Linked DNA regions of Mus musculus: all the other regions are linked to region 1. The links are chromatin contacts, called in public Hi-C maps. All regions are on one chromosome and are shown on one strand. The core of a region is the stretch at or near the end of the contact, and the rest is flanking DNA. Distances in the headings are between cores, read along the strand shown. Region 1 overlaps Gm36723 (a long non-coding RNA gene). Region 2 has its middle 120 kb from the start of Gm29835. Region 3 has its middle 150 kb from the start of Gm29835.

Evidence for each region. Hi-C and Micro-C count contacts between places; a contact is called where the count stands out from the background.
Region 2: a Hi-C map of liver shows a contact between it and region 1, with 3 times the contacts expected there. The contact joins two enhancer-like sites. A contact is called at or near these places in 1 of 484 Hi-C or Micro-C datasets (liver) and 2 of 115 datasets of contacts at active chromatin or transcription factors (CD8 T cells and memory CD8 T cells).
Region 3: a Hi-C map of liver shows a contact between it and region 1, with 3 times the contacts expected there. The contact joins two enhancer-like sites. A contact is called at or near these places in 2 of 484 Hi-C or Micro-C datasets (both in liver) and 1 of 115 datasets of contacts at active chromatin or transcription factors (CD8 T cells).

The regions. Positions count from the first base shown.
Region 1 is chr12:25,379,192-25,383,596 of GRCm38.p6, forward strand. It overlaps Gm36723 (a long non-coding RNA gene), which reads left to right. Exons shown (of 12, transcript XR_001780577.2): 2 at 1-3,276. Among named protein-coding and RNA genes, the nearest start is that of Gm36723, 25 kb to the left of the region's middle. Within about 2 kb of position 2,555, at least 13 of the 459 cell types and tissues checked have an H3K27ac peak or open chromatin away from gene starts, as enhancers often do. A contact at or near this core is called in liver, where this site is marked.
Region 2 is chr12:25,859,328-25,863,732 of GRCm38.p6, forward strand. No RefSeq gene overlaps it. Among named protein-coding and RNA genes, the nearest start is that of Gm29835, 120 kb to the right of the region's middle. Within about 2 kb of position 1,959, at least 4 of the 459 cell types and tissues checked have an H3K27ac peak or open chromatin away from gene starts, as enhancers often do. A contact at or near this core is called in liver, where this site is marked.
Region 3 is chr12:25,825,237-25,829,641 of GRCm38.p6, forward strand. No RefSeq gene overlaps it. Among named protein-coding and RNA genes, the nearest start is that of Gm29835, 150 kb to the right of the region's middle. Within about 2 kb of position 1,760, at least 3 of the 459 cell types and tissues checked have an H3K27ac peak or open chromatin away from gene starts, as enhancers often do. A contact at or near this core is called in liver, where this site is marked.

The DNA.
Region 1 (4,405 bases), core at 1,305-3,804:
CACCAAAGTGGCCATTAGCAGCCAGGCTGGGAGCAGAAGGCTGAGCTGGCATGCTGAGAAACTGCTTTCCCTGTTCCGCTCTCTGTGCCAAGGAGCAGTGGTAAGGGCAGGACTGCTCTTCCTGTATGAAGAGCCAGAGCGCCTAGAACAAGGAGGTGCCACAAACTAAATGCTTGTGTTCCCCTCTGAGTTCCTATGGTAAAGCCCTAATCCCCCTTGTAGGCTGTATTGGAGGTGTAAAGAATAGATTATGGTTAACTGAGGCCCTTGAATGGAGCTTTAATCAGAAGGGGTTGCGTCTTCAGAAAAGGTACTAGGGCTCTCTCCCTATACCCACTTACCAAAGCAAGGCTGTTTGAGGACAAGCAGGTGACCCTCTACAAGCCAGTAGGGGTGCTATCACCCAAAACTCACCTCATTCAATTTAGATTCTGAGCTTTCTACTTCTAGAGCCATGATAATGAAATCCTAAGACCTTAAACTGTCCAGCAGGTAGCATTTTTGTTACAGTAGTCTGAGCTGACCAATACAGGGTAATGGACTGGAGATGTGTGTTACAGAAAGCTAGTCCTCTGCACCCTCTGGGATGTTTCTTGCTGCTGTGATAGCTCCTGAATACCTGCTCCCATCGCCTTGAGCCCTGGGCCCTGCTGGTCAAGGCCTTCTCTAATTAGCTACCTCATCAGTACACCATCAGCAATAAGGGCCTGGCAGCTTGCCTTCTACAAATCTATTTAGCCTTTGGATATCTTACTCCAGAAGGGATACTTAGCCATTACTGCATGCCCAGTACCTGTTACACTTTTGTAGACAGGAGCAAGCAGACATACTTGCTATAACAGATAGCCCTGTCCATATAAGAGCAAGCAAGGGCTTAGAACTGGTATCAACTCAGTTATTTCATAGTTGCTCTGAGCCTGAGACCGTCTAAGCACTCATTGCATGTGAAGTTGACCAAGGTCTCATAACCACATGCGGGTTAATTCTACCGCTCTGTCCTTCACAGAGAACAGAGGCACAGTTGGTTCTAGGACACACAGCTAGCAGGTGACAGAGCCAGGGTCATCCTCATGCAGTCTGAATCATGCCTTATGATCAGTGTGAAGCTGCCAGGCCAGGTAGCCATAATCTTATTGTAGATTCCAAGTCTCATGTGTAGGATCTGATGGGGAGGGGGGACACAAAAAAGGGAGTCTCTTTTCTTGGTGGCTGGGAAAATCTCCCTAAGCCAGGTCTAAGTGTATTTGAAGGAGGGTGGAGTTGGTAAATCCCCCAAAACAAAGGTGCCTGGGCCAAAAGAGCCCGAAGGTATCCTAGGAAGGTTGTGTGTGTAGGAAGATGGGTGGCAAGGACTTAGCTGAAGAGACAGAGCGTCCACACATAGCCCAGAAGGCCTGAAAATGGAAGGATCATATAAGGATTTGCTCAAGGTAACCACTACTATACTGCAGAGAAGGGATTGGAACTCGGGCAGAGTGGAAGCAGAGGCCTTTACTTTCATAACAGGGAACCTAGATAGAAGAATGGGGGGTGATTTCAGTAAGGGGTGGGTGGCATTTTGAACTGGCACAGTGGGAACAAGTGATGGAATCCCAGCGAGGAAGCTGGCACATGAGGAGACAGTGGCCTCTGAGAACTCTGGGGGAGCAGCTTAGTGATCAACATCACAGTTTTAAAGTCAACTGGAAAACTTGCACAGAGTTTGGATTCTAGAAGCAACAGATACCGTCATCAAATCCATTGCTTCCCAATAATTGTATTACTTTTGTCTTTTGTCCTGAAGGTCCTGTGTCCCTCATATTTGTAGTGACATGCTACCAGCTGTCTCTCCTCAGCCAGGTCTCTTCGGTGTTTATCAGTAGTCTGAAGTTTCTGTAGTAAGTGGGAATGTAACATGAAGGGCATCAAGGTAGTGTTTTCTTTTTGGCACACCTCTGGCTGCCACCTTCTAGAGATACAGGACAGAAGAGACCCATTGATCCTTCAAGTCTCCATCTTGGAATCTTTCTCCAGCTCCACTGACGACCCATCTCTCTGTTGGAGTCTCCAAATATATTCTGAACATCCTTTTTAGAAACTGCTTGTCTTAAGGGTGTTGATCGTGTTGTTCTTCCTTGCATTTTGCAAGCCTCTCCGAGGCAGGACTTGTCTCATTCCTCTCTAGGATGGAGTACAGCATGGAGCTCAGTGTGTCTTTCTGTAGTGAAGGAACAAGAGAATGGGCAGATAGGGATGGCTGTGCTCTCGCCAGCCCTACACTGTCCCTCCGTGCTTAGGCAAGACTTTGGAGATTGTGATAATCCTGGATTGCTTCTAGCTATCAGGGGCAGACAGCCCGATGGCTGGAGTGAGAAGACACTTCAATGTTCGTACAGCTGTTTGTCGAAATGTTGACTGAAAATATTCTTTGAAATGACTATTTTTCAAAGAAACCTCTTTCAAAAGATACTGCTTCAAAATGGACTTGATAACTGAGCCCAGAAAAACGGGCCCCTGGGAGGGAGACAGTGGCCAGCACATCAAAGGCTTCCAAAGGTCGATTGCAAAGGGGAGGCATGTGCCTGACCGTCTTGGCAAAGTTGTCTTTGTAACTGATCTGCTCCAAGGGCCATGGGGCACAAGGACATCAGATTTGTTTGAAGAGAGAAACATCCTGTTAGCCTTGGAAAATTATTACACAAAGCCACCAGAGTGCAACTTCCTCCTATCCACAACCCCCCACCCACCCAGACAAGGCTGAGCATCATAAAAATCTCCACCCCTATACCATTCTGCTCGCTGTCAATCATAGAGGCCAAGTGCCTAACATCCTGGCAGAGAGGGCTAGAAAGATTCCCTTCCTTGCTTGTTTAGTTGTATAACTTAGTAATCCCCTTTCCCTTCTTTAAGCTCACTCACTCGGACTTGCTGTGGTGAGTCTTCTAGGCTCCAAGGGCCAAGAGACCTAAACTTAATCACTAATTCTGCTATACCCTGGAAGCTTGGGCCAATGACTTCTGATCCTTACCTCATCTGAATAGATGAGCCACAAAGCCTATCTGACCAACTCTCAAGGATGTTCTGAGACCCCAGGAAGCAACTCAGCATAGCTCGACATGCGTCATTGAACTGGGACATGTCATGTCCTTCTCTGAGTCCTTTCTGTTGGAAAGCCCTGATATTTTGCAAGAGGAAGCAGATGCCCAGAGATGTTGAGTTATATCTCCAAGTCATACTAAGGAACTGGCTGGAGGGTCTGAGAGTGAGACCGGTGTCTTATATGCTTCCCAAACACAGGTACGTTGGCTTGTCAGTTTTCACTTATTGAAGCTCGGCAGGTAAGCTATCTAATACTTGCAAATGACTGTCACCACTTCAATATAAATACCCAGTGTGAGTGCAGCCACACCTGTACATGTACCTGCCACTACTGCATGCTGGCTACCACTGGGTTTACACAAGGAAGTGTTCTCTCCCTTTGTCTACTGGATGGCTGCTAACTGGGTCATATAATCTTTCCCTGTGACCTATATTAACATATAACTAGTGAGCATGATACACACAGTACTGCCTGATGGCCAGAGACTATTCTGTGCCCTTTGTATGTCTTACCTCATCTAACACCAAGGGAAACTCTCTTGGGGAAGTACTGGCCTTATCCCAGTTTCAGATGGCGAGCTGAGGTACAGGAATGCTAAAGAATTGGCCTGATGTCTCAGTGCTAATGGCAGTGAGAGCCCGCGCTCAGGAAGTTCATTTTGAAAATCCATGTCTGCTGAGAAAATGAAATGCACAAGCCGCTTGTGCTCCTGCACCTTAGAGTGATGGAGGGACTTCAGGGGGACTTAGGAGCCACACTAGATTGTTCTTCACTGTGTAAACCTGACTTAACACCTAGAAGACAAGGTCACTCAGGAAAGACGTCCCTGGCACCACCCTGGGGCACATCCAGTCGTGTGTCAGCCCCTCTATCCAGCAGGCTGCTGTGGTGGGGATTTTCTTCTACCTTTTGTCCACGTGTACAGCTGTTCTGTTCCTGTCCCTTCTGCATGGCTTATGTGTGAGATCACAGCTGTGCGAGCTGGTCTGGCTCTGTCCAGTCCTCACCTTAGGGAACATTCCTGCTTCTCCTAAGTTATCAGGCTCTGTGGGCTTCTCCACCTTTTCTCGAGGGGAATCTGATATTTTTACTGACTGAAACCTAGCAACAGCCCTCAGTGGCCAGGCGGGCCCACAGCAGCATTCGCTCTGTTTTCTTGTTCTGCCATATACATAGAGAACAGAGAAGAGACTTGGACTAGGGATGTATGAGATTAAACAAGCACTTGGAAGTGAGGCGGTGGGCCTTTTCAGAGGGGTGAAGCTTGGCCATTTCCTGTCCTCCTATTCTGTGAAGTCCAAGACTCTCCATCTAGCAGCAGAGTTG
Region 2 (4,405 bases), core at 709-3,208, 480 kb after region 1:
ATATTTAACGTTTGAAGTTGTTTATCTCAGGGTTTTTTTGTTTGTTTGTTTGTTTGTTTTTTTTTTCTTGTTTTTTGTTTTTTGTTTTTTGTTTTTGTTTTTGTTTTCGTTTTGGTTTTTTTTTGCCACAATGACCAAAAGCTAACAGAATGTATGACAGGAAGCACTTTCAATTCTGTATGGTCACAGAGATTTGTACAAAAGTATTGTGTTTAAAATTTAAAAAGTGTTTGGGAGTCCTGTGTGTCTCAGTTAGGGTGGTATGATGAAACACCATAATCAAGAGCAAGATGGGGAGGACAGGGTTTATTTAGCTTATACTTCCATCACATGACATGCTATCATCAAAGGAAGTCAGGACAGGAACTCAAGCAGGGCAGGAACCTGGACACAGGAGCTGATACAGAATACATAGAGGGGTGCTGCTTACTGGCTTGCTCACCCTGCTTTAAAGAAACTAGGATCACCAGCGTAGGGATGGAACCACCCACAGTAGCACCCTCCCAGTCAATCACCAATTAAAAGAACCCTACAGGCCTGCCCACAGCCTGTCTTATTGAGGCATTTTCTTAATCGAGAGCGTCTATTCTCTTAGATGACTTTATCTTGTGACAAGTTGACATAAAACTATCAGCACATTATGAAAAGGACAGAAATCTAATAGTATGTGACACAAAGACTACAAGCCTGTGTGGCAGCTCTGTGGCTGGAAAAACTGTAACACATCCATACCACAAAAGCAACTAACTCACGAAATAGTGGGGCAGAAGAGCATTTGTCAGTAACTTGAGATGTATAAAGATGTCATGTGAGCCCCAGTCCCACTGGACCTAAAGTTGGACTGCATCATTTGGGCTATGATAATGTGAGGTGCCTGGCACTGGCCATTGTGTCCCTCATGCTCAGCAAATACTGTAGCGTTGTTCCTTCTGTTTGTATGTGATAGTCTATGTGAAATGTAAGTTGTCTGATGACTTTGACACTCAACCAAGAAAAGAAAATTGAGAGTAAGAAGAGAATCATGAATTTAAGTCTAGTTCCCACTGAGAGTTCTCTGTATCATCCAGAGGAGCCTCCTCCATTAAAGAAGAGGCTAGTGCCAAGACTTCATGGGAAAAATGGACATGATGGAGTCCTGGCCTGGGAACAAGAAATGACATGTTCTTGCTTCTAAGTCTAAGCTTCAGGCAGGAGATGTACTGAGGACAGCAGGGCAGGCTACACTTGGCTATCACACCTGAAACACACACAAATATATAGGGAATCAAGAAGTGCTCAGTTATCTTCAAGACCCATCAGAGGTGACAGGGAGGGTTCCTTAATCAAAACTGCCCAGACAAGGACAACTGAGTATGGGCTAACTGTCTCTAGGAACACACATGGCCATGGACAGGGACATCTGCAGCTAATCTGATATTTGGTTCCCTGAAACATGTTTTGGAAACTAAATGTCTTCCTACCAAATTTCTGTCATCTATGTTGATCTGTCATTGTTGAGATGCCTTGATATTTATTAAAGTGGTTTTGTTTACTGAAGATTCACCTTGACATGATCCTCATCTTTATCAGGACTTATTTGGTATAATAGAAGAAGAAAAATAAATAAAAAGAAGCAAGGAAAGAAAGATGAAAGGAATGAATAGAAAACAGTGAAAGAAGGGGAGAGGGGGAAACACACACACACACACACACACGGCAGAGGGGCCAGCAATGAGGGAGATTTTGTTCAGAGCAACTAAGCTCAAGAATTAAAAACCAGAAAAACAATGTAGAGTGGGACTGGGTTTGAGAGCTGATCCAGTTTGGTAAGGGAACTTTCCATTTTCTACATAAAGTCCCGAATCTGACTCAGGTAATAGTTGGCTGTGATTCATCCAATCATTCATGCATAGATCCTCTGGGCCACTTGATATTTTTCTTTGCAAATGTTGAAATAAAGGTTCAGTGACACTTCTAACTGGTTCAACTGAACAGCATTGGCAAGGATTTGGGTCAGAGTTGAAGCTTGCTTTCTGCAATTCCAAACATGGCTTTCCACGTGGTCCTTGCTCTTTCTGTAATACTCTTCAAAGGGATAATTTCCGTAGTTGTAAAGGATCCTTAGTTCATGGTTCCAATATAGGAGAAAGGCTTTTTGGAGGACTCAGAAAAAGCAGTGTCTGATATACATTAGTATACTACATGTGCTCAATCCTCTATCTATCCATCATCTATCTATCCATCTATCATCTATCTATCTGTTTGTCTATCTGTCTGTCTATCATTTATCTTATTTTTTCAGAAGCAATGAAACTATGGAGAGTAGTGGGTAGCATAGTGAGAGGAGACAAAGGTGGAAAGATGAGGAGAGGAACTCTGTACAGGGTATCACACACCATCTATGACCTGTACTGTCAATGCTACACAAGTGTTGTAGAGCTTTCAGTAAAGGTCAGACAATCCTGATGATGAGAACAATGGGCCAAGCCAGAGGGCCCCATCTTTGCCCCCTCCACACTTTTACTCCTTTTTTCCCATTTTTATTAGGTATTTAGCTCATTTACATTTCCAATGCTATACCAAAAGTCCCCCCATACCCACCCACCCCCACTCCCCTACCCACCCACTCCCCCTTTTTGGCCCTGGCGTTCCCCTGTACTGGGGCATATAAAGTTTGCATGTCCAATGGGTCACTCTTTCCAGTGATGGCCGACTAGGCCATCTTTTGATACATATGCAGCTAGAGTCAAGAGCTCCGGGGTACTGGTTAGTTCATAATGTTGTTCCACCTATAGGGTTGCAGATCCCTTTAGCTCCTTGGGTACTTTCTCTAGCTCCTCCATTGGGAGCCCTGTGATCCATCCATTAGCTGACTGTGAGCATCCACTTCTGTGTTTGCTAGGCCCCGGCATAGTCTCACAAGAGACAGCTACATCTGGGTCCTTTCAATAAAATCTTGCTAGTGTTTGCAATGGTGTCAGCGTTTGGATGCTGATTATGGGGTGGATCCCTGGATATGGCAGTCTCTACATGGTCCATCCTTTCATCTCAGCTCCAAACTTTGTCTCTGTAACTCCTTCCATGGGTGTTTTGTTCCCAATTCTAAGGAGGGGCATACACACTTTTACTCTTACCACTAGTTGGAAGCGCTTTTTTTTTTTTTTCTCTCGTCAATGGCAGACCTCAAATTCCTATGCTGGAAAAATGTCAAGGTCTTCAAGTTCTTTAAGAAGAGACTGCCCACTTCTTCTGAGGTTCACACCAGAAATGCTGGCTAGTATGTGGGGGAAAAGAGGCTTTCTTTGTGGTTTGCCAGCTTCATGGGCTGACACATAAATAAGCATAGGTAAATAATTTTCTGGAAACCAGCCAAGTAAAATGATATGTTCTCAGACCAACCTGGAGATCCGAGTCAGAAGTGAGGCCATCTTTGCCACAGTGCTCATGCATGGTTTACAGGTTCCCTGTTTAGCTGACTCCCTTGGAAGAGTCTGTATAATACCAGATCAAGCCTCCTTAGGTCTTACTCTAAAGACTGTCTCTAAACAGAGCAAAAGAGGAGACAGGCATCTTGAAGCTGAGAAGTGGGAGGGAGAACAGAGATAAGAGAAAAAAATAGGAGTTGAAATCTGTGATGGGCAACCACAGACCTCATGCCTAGGGGATTAAAACACTCTATAGTGATTATCCCCAAATGGATTGCATTGTGTCTTTTCATTGTGATGGTGCTAAAATGGTCACCAGGAAGTCAGAAAGTCAACTTCAGGTTTTCACCAGCATTTGTGTGTACCATGGGAACCCCTCACATGACCTGCATATGTTAGCTAAATGCCCCAAACCAATGGTAGATGCCTGGCATTGAAGAGCTCTGGAGATGCCTTCCTCCTGAAGAGCCACAGTGGCTTTTCAGAAGGCCTCTCTGGGTTTTACAGTCAGAGCCTCTGAAATTCTCAGGGCCCCAGGAGTGATCTTTACAGTCGTTATCTGTGTGTTCCAGGTAGCTGATGCTCTCTTGTTTAAAATTCTCCAGTGAGATTCCAGATTTGTCAGGGTGAACTTCAAAGTCCCTGTGTCCTTTGGTTACTGTGAGCCTTTGCAGGCCTCAGCCCCCTCTCTACGTGAAATATTTTCTTTCTGGCATTTTCAAGGATGGACCCCTTCTCATGTGTGTACGTGTGCATGTGTTTTCATGTGAGTGAGTTGTGTCCTTTATCAAGTGTCCTCTAATTCCTGACCCCTGACTGTTTTGGGACAGGGTCTCTCACAGCCTGCCAAGTAGACTAGGATGGCCGACCAGTGACCTCCAGTGGTCAGCCTACTTGCCTCCCCTTCCGGAGTCTGGAGTTTTAAGTGCTTACTCTTCCCATTCTGAAACTTGTGATGGACACCAAGCTTTCGTCAAACTCAGAGTTTCTCCTGCCTCTGC
Region 3 (4,405 bases), core at 510-3,009, 450 kb after region 1:
TGAATAATCATGAGTGTGCTTCTTTCCAGAAGATACATGAACTTGAACCAACTCAGTGTAGACCAGAATATCCCTTACAACTCTGTCCACCAAGGTCTCAACTCCAAGTGGCTATCTAGCCATACATTGGTCAAGCAGGGTGGCATCAAGTCTTTGAAATCTATTATATGTGTAAGAATGATTTTTTTTTTTCGGGGAGGGGTTGGAGATGTAACTCAAAGAGTACTTGCCTATCATATATAATGCCCTGGGTTAGGTCCTCACAACTACAAAAACTGGGCATAGTGGTGTAAGCTTGAAATCCTAGCTCATTGGCTATGGAGAAAGGAAGGTGAGAAGTTTAGGGTCATCATTGAGTTGACAGACAGCCTGGGTTATATGAGATCTTTGCTCAGGACAAAAATACGAGAAGAAAGAAAGAACAAAGAGAGGGAGGAAAGAAAGAAGGAAAGGAGAGGAGAGAAGAGGAAAGGAGAGGAGAGGAACCTCTTATGCAGTCTTCCTGCGATGCCCTGGCTGGTCTGGAACTACTTACCATGTAAACCAGATTGGCCTTAGATTTGCAATAGTCCTCCTGCTTCAGTCCTTTGAATGCTGAGATCACAGGTGTGCGTCAATGAACATAGCTCTTATATCTGGTTAGCTTAGAGTCTTGACCTTTGACTTTTCAATGTGCCAAGCCAAACATGCATGCATACATGCACGCATGTACACAGATACACAGATACACACACTGCACTCATGTTCCATCCTACAGTCTGAGAGCATTCCATGTGAAGGAAGCCATGTGCTGGAGGGATGGCTGCTCTATTTTATTTTCTTCTCTAGATCACATGAGAAAATGCATTGAAATAATTTTTAAATTATAAAAATACTGTAGGTGTATCAAGTATGTCTATAAATGCACACATATTTCTACACAAGAATAAGTGCTGATCCCCTAGAATTCCTAATATCGTGTGCCTCCTATTAAAGACCTGGCATTTCTTAAGGGTTCTGATGGATAGGAATACAATGTATTATAAGTCATTAGTATATTCTGGTAATGTTTCATAGAAACAGACAGTCACACACATACATGCACACAGGCTACTGGTCCCTTTGGGGGATGTTTGCTCAAGAGTCTGAGCTTGGCTGGGCCCATGCTGTGTCTCAGGGCTGCCTTACACAGGTGCGAGTGTAGGCGGCAACTGATTTTCTAAGGGAGAAAATGATAAAGCAAGCAGGAAAAAAAATCAGAAAAACAACTTTGTTTGATCTTGGTTCCAAAATAATAGCTTGAGCAGAAGAGGGTGAAAGTGAGGTTCTTGGGTGGCTGAAGCGATGCTGGGAGAGGAGGAAGAGGGCCAGAGACACTAGAGAAGAATCTGAAGCAGAGGGAGGGCCTGGCAATGCCCACCTCTCATCATGACTTGGCCCGTGTTTGGCTCACAGAGTCTCATCACATGAACTAGCACGCATTAGCATGAGTGCAGAGCTGCCCTGAAAGATGGTAGGAATGTGCTTCTGCTCAATGGAGGCCCCAGGCCTCTGCTGCAGTCTTTTCTTTCACCTTTGTACTTTTGTGGCTCCAAACTGCAAGGAGTGGAGCTCAGCCACCGGTTTTTCCATTGGTGGCTCAGCTTCTGTGAGCTACGCAGCTAAAATCCACTTCTGTCTTGTTGTCAAACAGTAATCAGCTCCTGTGCTCGGCTGATGGGAGAGGCAGGAGAGGGCTGAAATGGGCTGTCCTCCTGGGAAAACGGGGTGGGGTGGGGGGTGGGATAAAATCCTTCCCAGGGCAGAATGTGAGAACACAGCCCAGGGCTTTCCATGACCTCTGAAAGCCTCTTCTGCCTGCAAACATTGAGCCCCAATCTCTAATCAATTAGCTAACTAGCTCCCCCTTTTGACATTTTCTTACAGATAAAAAGTGCACAGTGCCTTGGTGAAGCAGGGGGTGCTAAGCTAGGACATAAATCCCTGTCGTTGTTAGGAATCAAAATACAGGGATACAGTATAACCCATCTCCATGCAGTGTGCAGCAATCATCCTTTTAATGACACGTGATGTTTCAGAGCCATTTTTTTTTTAATTTACTTAGGGATATTTTGAAAGAGCCTGACAAGAAAAGGTGACAGACATCTAAAACACTAGTGAAAAGTCACTTCTGAAAGAATTAAAGTCAGCATGCATTTAATCACGGATACAAATAAGATCCCACCACACCCACCCAAGTCATTTATTTTACATACTGCTGACGTCCTTATATTATTTATTCTGAGTTTGAAATTTCATTTAATCTACTTTTTTTTTTTTTTTTTACTTTTATCTTCAGCCAGAAACAAAGAGCTAAGCCAGAATGACAAGAGATTTTTTTTTTCCCCATCACAAGCAGTCATGTTTGGTGTGCTTCTTCAGGCTAAGTTCAGAGCAAGCAGAGGTCACTGTGTGGTGTTCACATTTTAGAGGCCGAAAGGGGAGAAGAAGTAATCATGCCGAGGTGCTGTGACGAGGTCTCACACTCTCTGTAAGTCAGTTTCTAGTTGCATATTTGAATCATGAAGGGAATATTTTTAAATAAATCTTGGTGTTTGGCCTCAATCTTCAGGACTTTGTTATCTGAGGTCTAGCCTCATGTCAAAGTTCCAGAGCAGACACAAATACACGTCAAATACAAGTCCATCATTGGGGAACCATTTGCCAGCTCACTGCCTAATACTGCCCTCAGACCATCTTCTGGCTCTCATCATTTGCTCTGATCCTTGTTTTGCACCCACCTGGATCATCCTTGGCCTCCATGGCCTCATCTTTACATGTTGCTAGCACTGTGCTTGCTGTGGCTAGCAAGCCAGTGCAAGCATGTGATAGCATCTTCACCTTGATCCTTCACGGACATGGGAGTAAAGCCTCAGTTCTGTTGGGAAGGGCTACACTTTGTGCCAGAAACAACAAACATTGATTTCATCATATTTCTAGAAGCTGGAAGTCCATGGTCCACTGTGGGCAGGGCTGCTTTTGGAGCTAGTCTCCTTGGCTTCTAGCAGCTGCTCACCCAGTGTCTTTACATGGTCTTCCCTCTGGGAGACCACGTCCTCAGGTCATCCAATAATAAATGCAAGCACAGAGGATTCAAATGTATGCTAGGTAACTCATTTAAATTCTGAATTTATGTATGATGGCATGTTTCTATGTGTATGCACTAATGCATGCACACACAGGTATAAGTATGTGTGTGTATATAGGGACCAGAGGAAAACCTCAGAAATTGTCCCCCAGGTGCCATTCATCATATTTTGAGACAGGGTCTCATACTGGACTGAGGCTGACTGATTAGGCTAAACTGGCTGGCCATGGAGAGCCTATGAATCCTCCTATTTCCTGATTGTAGGTGTTACAAATGGATATTACCATCCTGGCTGTTTCAATTTTACCAATAAGTGCTGAGAACTGAGCTCTGATTTTCATGCTTGCAAAGGAATCTCTTTCCCAATAGAACCATACCCTATCCTTTGTCTTCTTAAAGGTCCTATCTTTATGACCACTCAGAGCCTCAAGCATTGAGAGTTAGAGACTGACCATGCAAACTCTGGGAGCAGAGTCATCCAGACAAAGGGGTTTTCGCACAGGCAGAGTGCACGTGCCCAGGGCAACTCTCTTAAACACATGCCTGGAAAATACAACGGAGAAATTGACTTGCCCATATTTCTCTGGACCATCTTCTTTAGATCGCTGAGTCAAATGATCAAATGAGAGCCCACTTCCCAGGCCACCCCTTCCTCTGAAGCTACAGCTTGCCTTCCATTCAGATGTTCCTCTCTGCACCACACTGCTTTTCTCCAGGGCCTTGGGAAGTGGGAAGTCCTCCTGCATACTTCTGGCAGGTAGAGTAAAGGCATCTGCTTCCTCTCTGGGTATGTTAAGGTAACATCATTTTTTTTTTCTTCAGATTCCCAGGCCCCATAAGGCCAAGGCTGCTGGATGAAACACGGGTGTCTTCGCATCAGTAGGAGATTAGTTTTTTTTTTTTTCTTTGTCTCACTCCCTGCATCTTTGGATTTTCATTTTTGCTCTTCTCCATGTTTGACTCTCAAAAGCTCATTGGTGTTTGTGCTTTGGAATTCTCCTTCTCCGTTCCCTATGCTATTGCCTTGGATAAAATCCAAGTTTTATTCCTAAAGGAAAGGGTTCTCAAAGATTTCATCTCTCAGTTTTCAAAACTTCCCAGGCTGATCCCAAATGGCATATTTCAGATGGCACCCTTGTCTGCCTAGCTGGGTTAGGTTTAGAACTTTGAGCTTGTTTTGCTTCTTTGTGCTTTTTAGGACTTTTTATAGAGGCTGATCGAGTCCTCCAATTAATTAGTATTTTAGAGAATGTGTTTCAATTTCCCTTATTTATTCCTGTAGAAATCTAAGCTTAAAGC